3 separate regions of the Mus musculus genome follow, and all the other regions are linked to region 2. The links are chromatin contacts, called in public HiChIP or PLAC-seq and Micro-C maps. All regions are on one chromosome and are shown on one strand. Each heading gives the region's core, a stretch centred on a gene start, on an enhancer-like site or on the middle of the called end of the contact. The rest is flanking DNA. Distances are from core to core; before and after follow the strand shown.

Region 1 (3,056 bases), core at 510-3,009, 190 kb before region 2:
CTATTCCTTAGCCTTAACAACCAAAATCTTGCCATATTTACTTCTAGATTTTATTACTTGAATTTTCTTTTCAAACGTTTTATTTCCCTTTGAACTGTGTGCATGTGGATGGGTATGTGCGTGTGACCACATGGGCGTGGGGAGGCCAGATGCAATGAATCCCCCTGCAGCTGGAGTTACAGGAAGTTGGGAAAAAAGGAAGGTATGTGTTCCTAACCACTGGGCCACCTCTGCAGTCCTGCCGAGGTTTCTTTAAAACAGAATCCTAAAGGCCATGACTGTTCACCTCTAATTATTTCAGCACCTAAAAAATAAAATCACTTTTGTAAAACAAACAAGCACAAGATCATTATTGGACCTTTTAAAGTGACATTCCTTAACTCTTTGTCATGGTGGTAATGCAAACCTTCCAGAACTTGGGAGGCTGGACAGGAGGATCTTCATTGGAAGGACAGCCTGGATTACATAGGGAGATCATATCTTAAATAACAACAAAAAATTTACATAAAGTAAAAAAAATTATCCCACTTAAAACCAATAGTCTCCTATAAGCCCATTTCCAGGTGGTTTACATCTGGATGCAAATAAAGTCTATAAATTAATTGCATTTGGTTGTTGTATTTAACTTCTTAATCCTGATTAGCAGTCTCTTTTATGTCACTGACTCCTTATTTTTAGTGGATTAAGTCTTAATACACGTTATTAAATTTAAACCACATCACCAGACCATCACAAAAGCAAACGCGGTGAACATAGGGGAATTCTACTGTTGAGTAATAAAGGAAAATTCCAGGACAAAAAAAAGCAGTCTCTCCGATTTCTCTTCTAAAAGAGACAACATGGAAGTTCTGAAGTATGATGTACTGTCTTACTAATGTTTAACACTTGCCTCTCAACACAGAAGGCAACCTATGATTTGGAAAGTCACAATAAAAACCTGAGACTTAGTTGATCTGAACAGAAATACTTCCCAATGTCCATTCTCTTTTGTTTGCCACAGTTCACTCGCCCCACATGGAACCCCATTCTTTCTTCACAGTGTAAATCACCTCCCCTTCTATACAAAGCCCTTCCCAACTATTCCTATCATGTCTTCTCCTTCTATGTTCTGAAATGATGTAAACTTCTTTCTGGGGGATTTAAAATATGTAATAAGACATGTACCGTTATTTCATTTATGCCTGTTTTTTTCCGACTTGACTGAAATTCCCAGCTCCTCTCAAACTTCCTGACATACACACAAAGGGCATTTGGTTACTCGTGGGCCACTGACTGGGATTACAACTAAAGAAAAATCCACCTAACAAGCTTTTTTCACAGATCTCCATCGCGCTGTCTCTTAACTCTGGAAATTTCTGAGAAAAGCGGTGGGTGTTCTAGAAATATATGAAATTCAGCAAGCTTAGCTTCCCCTCCCCACCCTGTCCCAAAGTCTCTGAGGGGTTACAGTTGGACCAGGAGTCGTGTTTTAACCCAAGGCTACTAGAGGGAGGAGTGGGCGGGAGGAGCGCAGAAGTGGCCTCACACCAAGTTAGGACCCGGAAGCCATGTAGGGCTTCGTTGACACCCGCTGCTAGGCGACAAGCCCTCGGGCTGGTTTACCTGATCAGTTCTAGTAGCCAGAGATTTATCAGCCAAAATGCGCTCCTTCAACTCATCCAGCTTCCCACTGTAGGCCAGGTTACAGATCATTATGTTAGACACACACCCCTCCATTTCGCCTTCCCAAGACCTCCGTGAAACTCAAGCCCCGCCCACTCGCATTTCCTGTTCCGGCGACCAATCAAAGTACTAGAAATTCTCCAATCACTGATCTTTGTTTTCCTTGTAGCCCCGCCCATAGCCTGGAGCTTCTGGGAGTTGCAGTTTGAAAGCAGATCCAGGCCTGGAGGCGTCTTTGGAAGTCACTCAGTTCCGGGTCCTAGCAAAGTGGAACTACAAGTCCCAGAATCCTTAGAGAAAGCCGTAGTCAAGTTGCCGGTGGAATTGGCCCAGGATGACAGCTGGAGAATGGAGTCAGGTAATGGGAGCGGCTTCTGGTAGTACTGTGTGAAAAAGCTAGGGTGGGTGGTCTTTGGTGGGCCAGTAAGTTGGCCACATGAAATGAAAACTGTAGCAGCGCAAGAGAGTTCTGGGATCCTACAGATCTTGTCCCTCGGGGCCCTCACTTGCAGTGGCAGGCGGAAGGGACAGAGTTGGAGCAGAGTACTACCTCTGAGCTTGAACCATTGACTGTAGCTACCCTCCCCCTCCCTACCACTGTTTAAGGAGTGGAAAGAAGCACAGGCTAGTTACTCTGGCATTTCTCCGGAGTGGCATCAGAGTAAGGCTCTGCTACAACACAGGTTATACATTACACCATACAGAGGTGATGTGCCAGAATGATGCTAAAGACAGGGTGTGATGCCATAGGAGCCACTAGATACCTAAGAGACCTCAGTGAGTAACAGCGGTCACCTTAGGGATATCAGGGTATATGATGTTGTCACTTTAATAACATGGTAATGGCAATTACCATCGAGACTTTGCTAGATTGCTAAGCTAACAATGTGGATTTTTTTTTAAAGGTGAATTTCCAAATAGTGCTGCAGCAGAAGAGATGCAAGGCTTATCTTTTATAGAAAATATCAAAAAAGACATTAGAAAAATGTTAAAGATATATTTTTTAAAGTGACTGATGAAGTTTGTCTCCTTTGTTATGGTATAGAACAGGGCTTAGCAAACTTTTTATATAACGCCAGATCATAGTTATTTTAAGCTTTGCAGGACAGATGATAAAACCAACTCGAGAACACAAGTTATGACAAATGTTAATTGATGAAATTCGGGATATAATAATAGTGGAGTATGTGTTTATATAATGCTTTTAGCTTTTTAAAATTTTGTGTGAGTGTGTTTTCTGCCTGCATGTGTGTCTGTACACCGTGTGAATGTTGGATCCTCTGAGATCTGAGTTAGACAGTGTGAGTTGCCATGTGTGTACTGAGAATTGAACTCAGGTCTTCTGGAAGAGCAACCAGTGCTCTTAAACCCTGAGCCATCTTTCCAGACCCCAG
Region 2 (3,019 bases), core at 43-2,542:
AGGGGCAGAGGGGCAGAGGACAGAGGCAGAGGAGGAGGGGTAGAGGCAGAGGCAGACAAGCAGAGACAAACACAGATGGGCAGGGACAGAGGGGCAGAGGCAGAGAGGCAGAGAGGCAGAGGCAGAGGGGCAGGGCAGAGGCTGAGTAGCAGAAGCAGAAGTGCAGAGATTAGAAGCAGAAGGCCAGAGAGGCAGAGACAGAGGCAGAGGTGCAGAGGCAGAGGGGCAGAGGCAGATGGGGAAGGGCAGAAGGGCAGAGGCAGAGGGGCAGAAGCTGCGGTGCAGAGGTCAGAAGCAGAAGGACATAAGGGCAGAGACAGAGGCAGAGGGGCAGAGGCAGGGGACAGAAGACAGTGGCAAATGGGGAAGAGGCAGAGGCAGAGGTGCAGAGAAGACAGGCCTGGGCAGAGGGCCAGAGAGGAAGAGGTAGAGAGGCAGAGGGGCAGAGGACAATGGCAGAGGCAGAGGGGCAGAGACAGAGGTAGATGGTAGGGGCAGAGGTGCAATGCCATAGTTAGGGACAGAGGCAGAAAGGCAGTGGCCGATGTGCAGAGGCAGAGGCAGAGGCAGACAGGCAGGGGCAGATTGGCATAGGTAGAGGGGCAGAGGCAGAAACAGAGGGCCAGAGGCAGACAGGCAGGGGCAGAAGGTCAGAGGCAGAGGGGCAGAAGCTGAGGTGCAGAGATAAGAATCAGAAGGGCATACGGACAGAGACAGAGGTAGAGGGGCAGAAGCAGTGGGGCATTGAACAGTGGCAATTGAGGCAGAGAAAACAGGCCTGGGTAGAGGGGCAGATAGGCAGAGGAAGAGGTAGAGAGGCAGAGGGGCAGAGGCAGAGGGGCAGGGGCAGAGGCTGAGTATCAGAAGCAGAGGTGCAGAGGTCAGAGCCAGAAGGTCAGAGAGGCAGAGATAGAGGCAGAGGGGTAGAGGCTTAGGGGCAGAGTCTGAGAGGCAGAGGCAGAGGAGCAAAAGACAGAGACAGAGGCAGAGGGGTACAGGCAGATGTGCCTGAACAGAGGGGTAGATACAGAGGCACAGGAAGAGGCAGAGAGTCAGAGGGGCAGAGGACAATGGCAGAGGCAGAGGGGCAGAGGCAGAAGGACAGAGGCAGAGGCAGAGACAGATGGTAGGGGCAGAGGTGCAATGCCACAGTTAGAGACAGAGACAGACAGGCAGGCGCAGATTGGCAGAGGCAGAGGGGCAAGGGGAAGAGGCAGATGGGGAGGGGCAGAGGGGCAGAAGGGCAGAAGGGCAGAGGCAGAGGCACAGAAGGGCAGAGGCAAAGGGGCAGAAGCTGAGGTGCAGAGGTCAGAAGCAGAAGGGCATAAGGGCAGAGACAGAGGCAGAGGGGCAGAGGATAGTGGCAAATTGGCCAGAGGCAGAGGCAGGGGGGGCAGAGAAGACATGCTTGGACAGAGGGGCAGAGAGGCAGAGGAAGAGGTTGAGAGGCAGAGGGGCAGAGACAGACAGGCAGGGGCACAGGCTGAGTATCAGAAGCAGAGGTCAGAGGCAGAAGGGCAGAGGGGCAGAGAGGCAGAGACAGAGGCAGAGGGGTAGAGGCTTAGGGGCAGAATCTGTGAGTCAGAGGAGTAGAAAACAGAGACAGAGGCAGAGGGGTACAGGGAGACATGCAGGGGCAGAGGGGAAGATTCAGAAGCAGTGGGCTAGAGGCAGAAGAAGAGGCAGAGAGGCAGATGGGCAGAGGACAATGGCAGAGGATAATGGCAGAGGCAGAGGGACAGAGACAGAGGCAGATGGTAGGGGCAGAGGTGCAGTGGCACAGTTAGAGACAGAGGCAGACAGGCAGGGGCAGATGGGCAGAGGCAGAGGGGCAGAAGACAGAGACAGAGGCAGAGGTGTACAGGGAGAAATGCAGGGGCAGAGAGGCAGATACAGAGGCAGTGGGGCAGAGGCAGAGGAAGAGGCAGAGAGGCAGAGGGGCAGAGGACTTTGGCAGAGGCAGAGGGGCAGAGGCATAGGGACAGAGACAGAGGCAGATGGTAGGGGCAGAGGTACAATGCCACAGGTAGAGACATAGGCAGACAGGCAGGGGCAAATGGGCAGACACGGAGGGGCAGGGGCAGAGGCAGAGGGGCAGAGGCAGACAGGCAGGGGCAGTTGGGCAGAGGCATACAGGCAGAGGGCAGAGTTAGATGGGGAGGGCCAGAGGGGCAGAAGGGAAGTGGCAGAGGGGCAGAAATTCAGAGGCGGAGGGGCAGAAGCTGAGATGCAGAGGTCAGAAGGACATACGGGCAGAAACCGTGGCAGAAGGGCAGAGGAAATTGGCAAATGGGGCAGAGGCAGAGGCAGAGGGCCAGAGAAGGCAGACAAGCTGAGACAGAGGCAGATGGGCAGGGGCAGATGGGCTGAGAGGCAGAGGGGCAGAGGGGCAGAGAGAGGGACAGAGGCATAGGGGCAGAGTCAGAGAATCAGAGGCAGAGGCAGAGGCAGAGGGGCAGAAGCTGAGAGGCAGAGGCTTAGGGGCAGAGGCAAAGGCAAAAGGGCTGAGGCAGAGGTAGAGGGGCAGAGAAGACAGGCCTGGGCAGAGGGGCAGAGAGGCTGAGGAAAAGGTAGAGAGGCAGAGGGACAGAGGCAGATGGGCAGGGGTAGAGGCTGAGTAGCAGAAGTAGTGGTGCAGAGGTCAGAGGCAGAAGGGCAGAGAGGCAGAGACAGAGGCAGAGGGGTAGAAGCCTTTGGGCAGAGTCTGAGAGGCAGAGGAGCAGAAGACAGAGACAGAGGCAGAGGGGTATAGGGAGACATGAAGGGGCAGAGGGGCAGATACAGACACAGAGGGGCAGAGGCAGAGGGGCAGAGGTAGAGGGGCAGAGGACAGAGACATAGGCTGAGGGACAGAAGCAGAGGCAGAGTGGCAGAGGAAGGGGCAGTGTGGAAGAGGCAGAGGGGCAGAGGACAGATGCAGAGGCAAAAGGGCAGAAGCACAGGGGCAGATGACAGAGTCAGAAGCAGAGGGGCAGAGGTTGAGGGCAGATGACAGAGTCAGAGGCAGAGGCAAAGGGGC
Region 3 (3,047 bases), core at 46-2,545, 150 kb before region 2:
GACAGAGGCAGACAGGCAGGGGCAGAGGGGCAGAGGCAGAAGTTCAGGAGCATCCACTGGTTTCTCAGGTCAATACTAATAAACTAGCTATCTCATTATTTCAAGTCATGAAGAGGCAGGAAGTAGAAGATACAAAGCAGAGTTGTGCCTTTCCCAAAAGTGCGACTAAGACATTAAACTACAAACCTCTAAAATTGTTTGTGGTATAGCACTCTTTTAATCCCAACAAAAGGGATGCAGAGGCAGAGGGGCAGAAGCAGAGGGCAGAGGGGCAGAGGGGCAGAGGCAGAGGAGCAGAATCAGAGGGGCAGAGGGGCAGAGGAGAGGCAGAGGGGCAGAGGAAGAGGGGCAGAGGCAAAGGCCAAAGGTCAGAGGCTGAGAGGCAGAGGCCAAGAGGCAGAGAGGCAGGGGCACAGGGGCAGAGAAAAATGGCAGAGATAGAGGTGTAGAGGCAGATGGGCAGAGACAGAGGCAGAGAGGCAGAGGGGAAGAAGGGCAGGGGGCAGAGGACAGAGGAAGAGGCAGAAGGAGAGAGGCAGAGGCAGAGGGGCAGAGGCAGAGGCAGAAGCAGAGGCAGAGGACAATGGCAGAGGCAATGGGGTAGAGGCAGAAAGGCTGAGTAAAAGGCAGATGGGCAGGGGCAGAGGGGAAAAGGCAAAGTTAGAGACAGAGGCAGAGAGACAGAGGCAGAGAGGCAGAGGCAGAGAGGAAGAGGCAGAGGGGAAGATTCCAAGAGGCAGAGGGGCAGAGAACAGAGGTAGAGGCTGAGAGAAAAAGGCAGAGGTAGAGGGGCAGAGGGAAGAGGGAGAGGGGCAGATGCAGAGGCAGAGGGGCAGCAGAGGCAGAGAGACAGAGGGACATAGGACAATGACAGAGGGAGAGGGGCAGAGGCAGAGAGAGCGAGGGGCAGAGGACAGTGACAGAGGCAGAGGGGCAGAGGCAGAGGGGCAGAGACAGAGGCAGAAGGGCAGGGGCAGAGGTGCAGTGGCACAGTTAGAGACATAAGCAGACAGGCAGGGGCAGATGAGCAGAAGCAGAGGGGCAGAGGCAGATGGGGAGGGACAGAGGGGCAGAAGCTGAGTTGAAGAGGTCAGAGGCAGAGGGCCATATGGGCAGAAACAGAGGCAGAGGAGCAGAGGCAGGCATCATAGGCAGAGGGGCAGAGGACAGAGACAGAGGCAGAGTGGCAGAGGCAGTGGGGCAGAGACAGATGGAGAGGTTCAGAGGGGCAGAGTCAGAAGCAGAGGGGCAGAGGCAGAGAGGCATAGGCAGAGGAGTAGAGGAGTGGGGCAGATACAGAGGGGCAGAGGCAGAGGCAGAGGTAGAGGGGCACAGGCAGACAACCTCAGCAGAGGGCCAGAGAGGCTGAGGCAGAGGTAGAGAGGCAGAGGGGCAGAGGCAGAGGGGCAGAGGACAGAGCCATGGGCAATGGGGCAGAGGCAAACAGGCAGGGGCAGAGGGGTAGAAGGGCAGAGGGGAAGAGGGGCAGAGAACAGAGGCTGAGAGAGAAAGGCAGAGGGGCAGAGGGAAGAGGGAGAGGGGGAGATGCAGAGGCAGAGGGGCAGAGGCAGAGAGACAGAGGGGCAGAGGACAATGACAGAGTCAGTGGGGCAGGGACAGAGGCAGAGAGACAGAGGGGCAGAGGACAGAGACAGAGGCAGAGGGGCAGAGGCAGAGGGGCAGGGGCAGAGGCAGAGAGACAGAGGGGCAGAGGACAATGACAAAGCCTAGGGGCAGAGGAAGGGGGCAGAGAAGAGGCATAAGGGCAGGGGCAAAGGTGCAGTGGCACAGTTAGTGACATAGGCAGAGGCAGGGGCAGATGGTCAGAGGCAGAGGGGCAGAGGCAGATGGACAGAAGCTGAGCTGAAGAGGTCAGAGGCAGAGGGGCATATGAGCAGAAACAGAGGCAGGGGAGCAGAGGCAGGCATCAGAGGCAGAGGGGTAGAGGACAGAGACAGAGGCAGAGGGGCAGAGGCAGTGGGGCAGAGACTAATGGAGAGGTTTAGAGGGGCACAGTCAGAAGCAGAGTGGCAGTGGCAGAGAGGCATAGGCAGAGAAGTAGAGGAGTGGGGCAGAAACAGAGGGGCAGAGGCAGAGGCAGAGTGGTAGAGGCAAACAGGCAGGGGCAGAGGGGCAGTTGCAGATGCAGAGGCAGAGGCAGAGGCAGAGGCAGAGGCAGAGGCAGAGGCAGAGGCAGAGGCAGAGGGGCGGAGGCAGACAGGCCTGAGCAGAGGGCCAGAGAGGCTGAGGCAGAGGGACAGAGACAGAGGGGCAGAGGACATTGCCATAGGCAGTAGGTCAGAGGCAAACAGGCAGGGACAGAGGGGCAGAGGGGCAGAGGGGCAGAGGGGCAGAGGGAAAGAGGGGAAGAGGGGCAGAGGGGTAGAGAACAGAGGCTGAGAGAGAAAGACAGAGGCAGAGGGGCAGAGGGAAGAGGGAGAGGGGCAGAGGCAGAGGGGCAGAGGCAGAGAGACAGAGGGGCAGAGGACAATGACAGAGTCAGCGGGGCAGGGACAGAGGCAGAGAGACAGAGGGGCAGAGGACAATGACAGAGGCAGAGGGCCAGAGGCAGGGGGCAGAGACAAATGCAGAAGGGCAGGGGCAGAGGTGCAGTGGCATAGTTAGAGACATAGGCAGACAGGCAGGGGCAGATTGGCAGAGGCAGAGGGGCAGAGGCATATGGGGAAGGGCAGAGGGGCAGAAGCTGAGCTGCAGAGGTCAGAGGCAGAGGGTCATATGGGCAGAAATGGAGGCAGAGGAGCAGAGGCAGGCATCAGAGGCAGAGGGGCAGAGAACAGAGGCAGAGGTTGAGAGAAAGGTAGAGGCAGAGGGGCAGAGGAAAGAGGGAGAGGGGCAGATGCAGAGGGGCAGAGAGCCAGAGGGGCAGAGGACAATGACAGAGGCAGAGGGCAGATGCAGGGGGACAGAGACAGAGGCAGAAGGGCAGGGGCAGAGGTGCAGTGGCACAGTTAGAGACATAGGCAGAAAGGCAGGGGCAGATGGGTAGAGGCAGAGGGGCAGAGGCAGATGGGGAGGGACAGAGGGGC

The links. Hi-C and Micro-C count contacts between places; a contact is called where the count stands out from the background. HiChIP or PLAC-seq counts read pairs in DNA pulled down with a chosen protein or histone mark.
Region 1: a contact with region 2 is called in an H3K4me3 HiChIP or PLAC-seq map of fetal liver, with 3 times the contacts expected there. The contact joins the promoter of Psmd10 here to the enhancer-like site in region 2. A contact is called at or near these places in 12 of 39 promoter capture datasets (the 3T3-L1 cell line, 3T3-L1-derived adipocytes, the C10 cell line and 5 more), 2 of 15 datasets of contacts at CTCF or cohesin (CD8 T cells and pro-B cells), 10 of 484 Hi-C or Micro-C datasets (the C2C12 cell line, the HPC-7 cell line, bone marrow-derived macrophages and 6 more), 10 of 115 datasets of contacts at active chromatin or transcription factors (the 230-238 cell line, CD8 T cells, bone marrow-derived dendritic cells and 6 more) and 4 of 9 other capture datasets (adipose tissue, liver, macrophages and 1 more).
Region 3: a Micro-C map of palatal mesenchyme shows a contact between it and region 2, with 4 times the contacts expected there. The contact joins two enhancer-like sites. A contact is called at or near these places in 49 of 484 Hi-C or Micro-C datasets (the AML12 cell line, B cells, the C2C12 cell line and 31 more), 3 of 115 datasets of contacts at active chromatin or transcription factors (cardiomyocytes, fetal liver hematopoietic progenitor cells and large pre-B cells) and 1 of 9 other capture datasets (adipose tissue).

The regions. Positions count from the first base shown.
Region 1 is chrX:140,954,952-140,958,007 of GRCm38.p6, forward strand. Psmd10 (proteasome (prosome, macropain) 26S subunit, non-ATPase, 10) reads right to left here and starts at 1,760. Exons shown (of 5, transcript NM_016883.4): 1 at 1,603-1,760. The coding sequence starts at 1,716. It overlaps Atg4a (autophagy related 4A, cysteine peptidase), which reads left to right and starts at 1,956. Exons shown (of 13, transcript NM_174875.5): 1 at 1,956-2,020. The coding sequence starts at 2,011.
Region 2 is chrX:141,149,574-141,152,592 of GRCm38.p6, forward strand. The region is part of intron 9 of Atg4a (autophagy related 4A, cysteine peptidase); the gene reads left to right. Among named protein-coding and RNA genes, the nearest start is that of Gm39539, 32 kb to the right of the region's middle. Within about 2 kb of position 1,293, at least 44 of the 459 cell types and tissues checked have an H3K27ac peak or open chromatin away from gene starts, as enhancers often do. A contact at or near this core is called in CD8 T cells, Th2 cells, fetal liver and 3 more, where this site is marked.
Region 3 is chrX:140,996,101-140,999,147 of GRCm38.p6, forward strand. All of the region lies in intron 9 of Atg4a (autophagy related 4A, cysteine peptidase), which reads left to right. Among named protein-coding and RNA genes, the nearest start is that of Atg4a, 41 kb to the left of the region's middle. Within about 2 kb of position 1,296, at least 39 of the 459 cell types and tissues checked have an H3K27ac peak or open chromatin away from gene starts, as enhancers often do. A contact at or near this core is called in CD8 T cells, Th2 cells, palatal mesenchyme and 1 more, where this site is marked.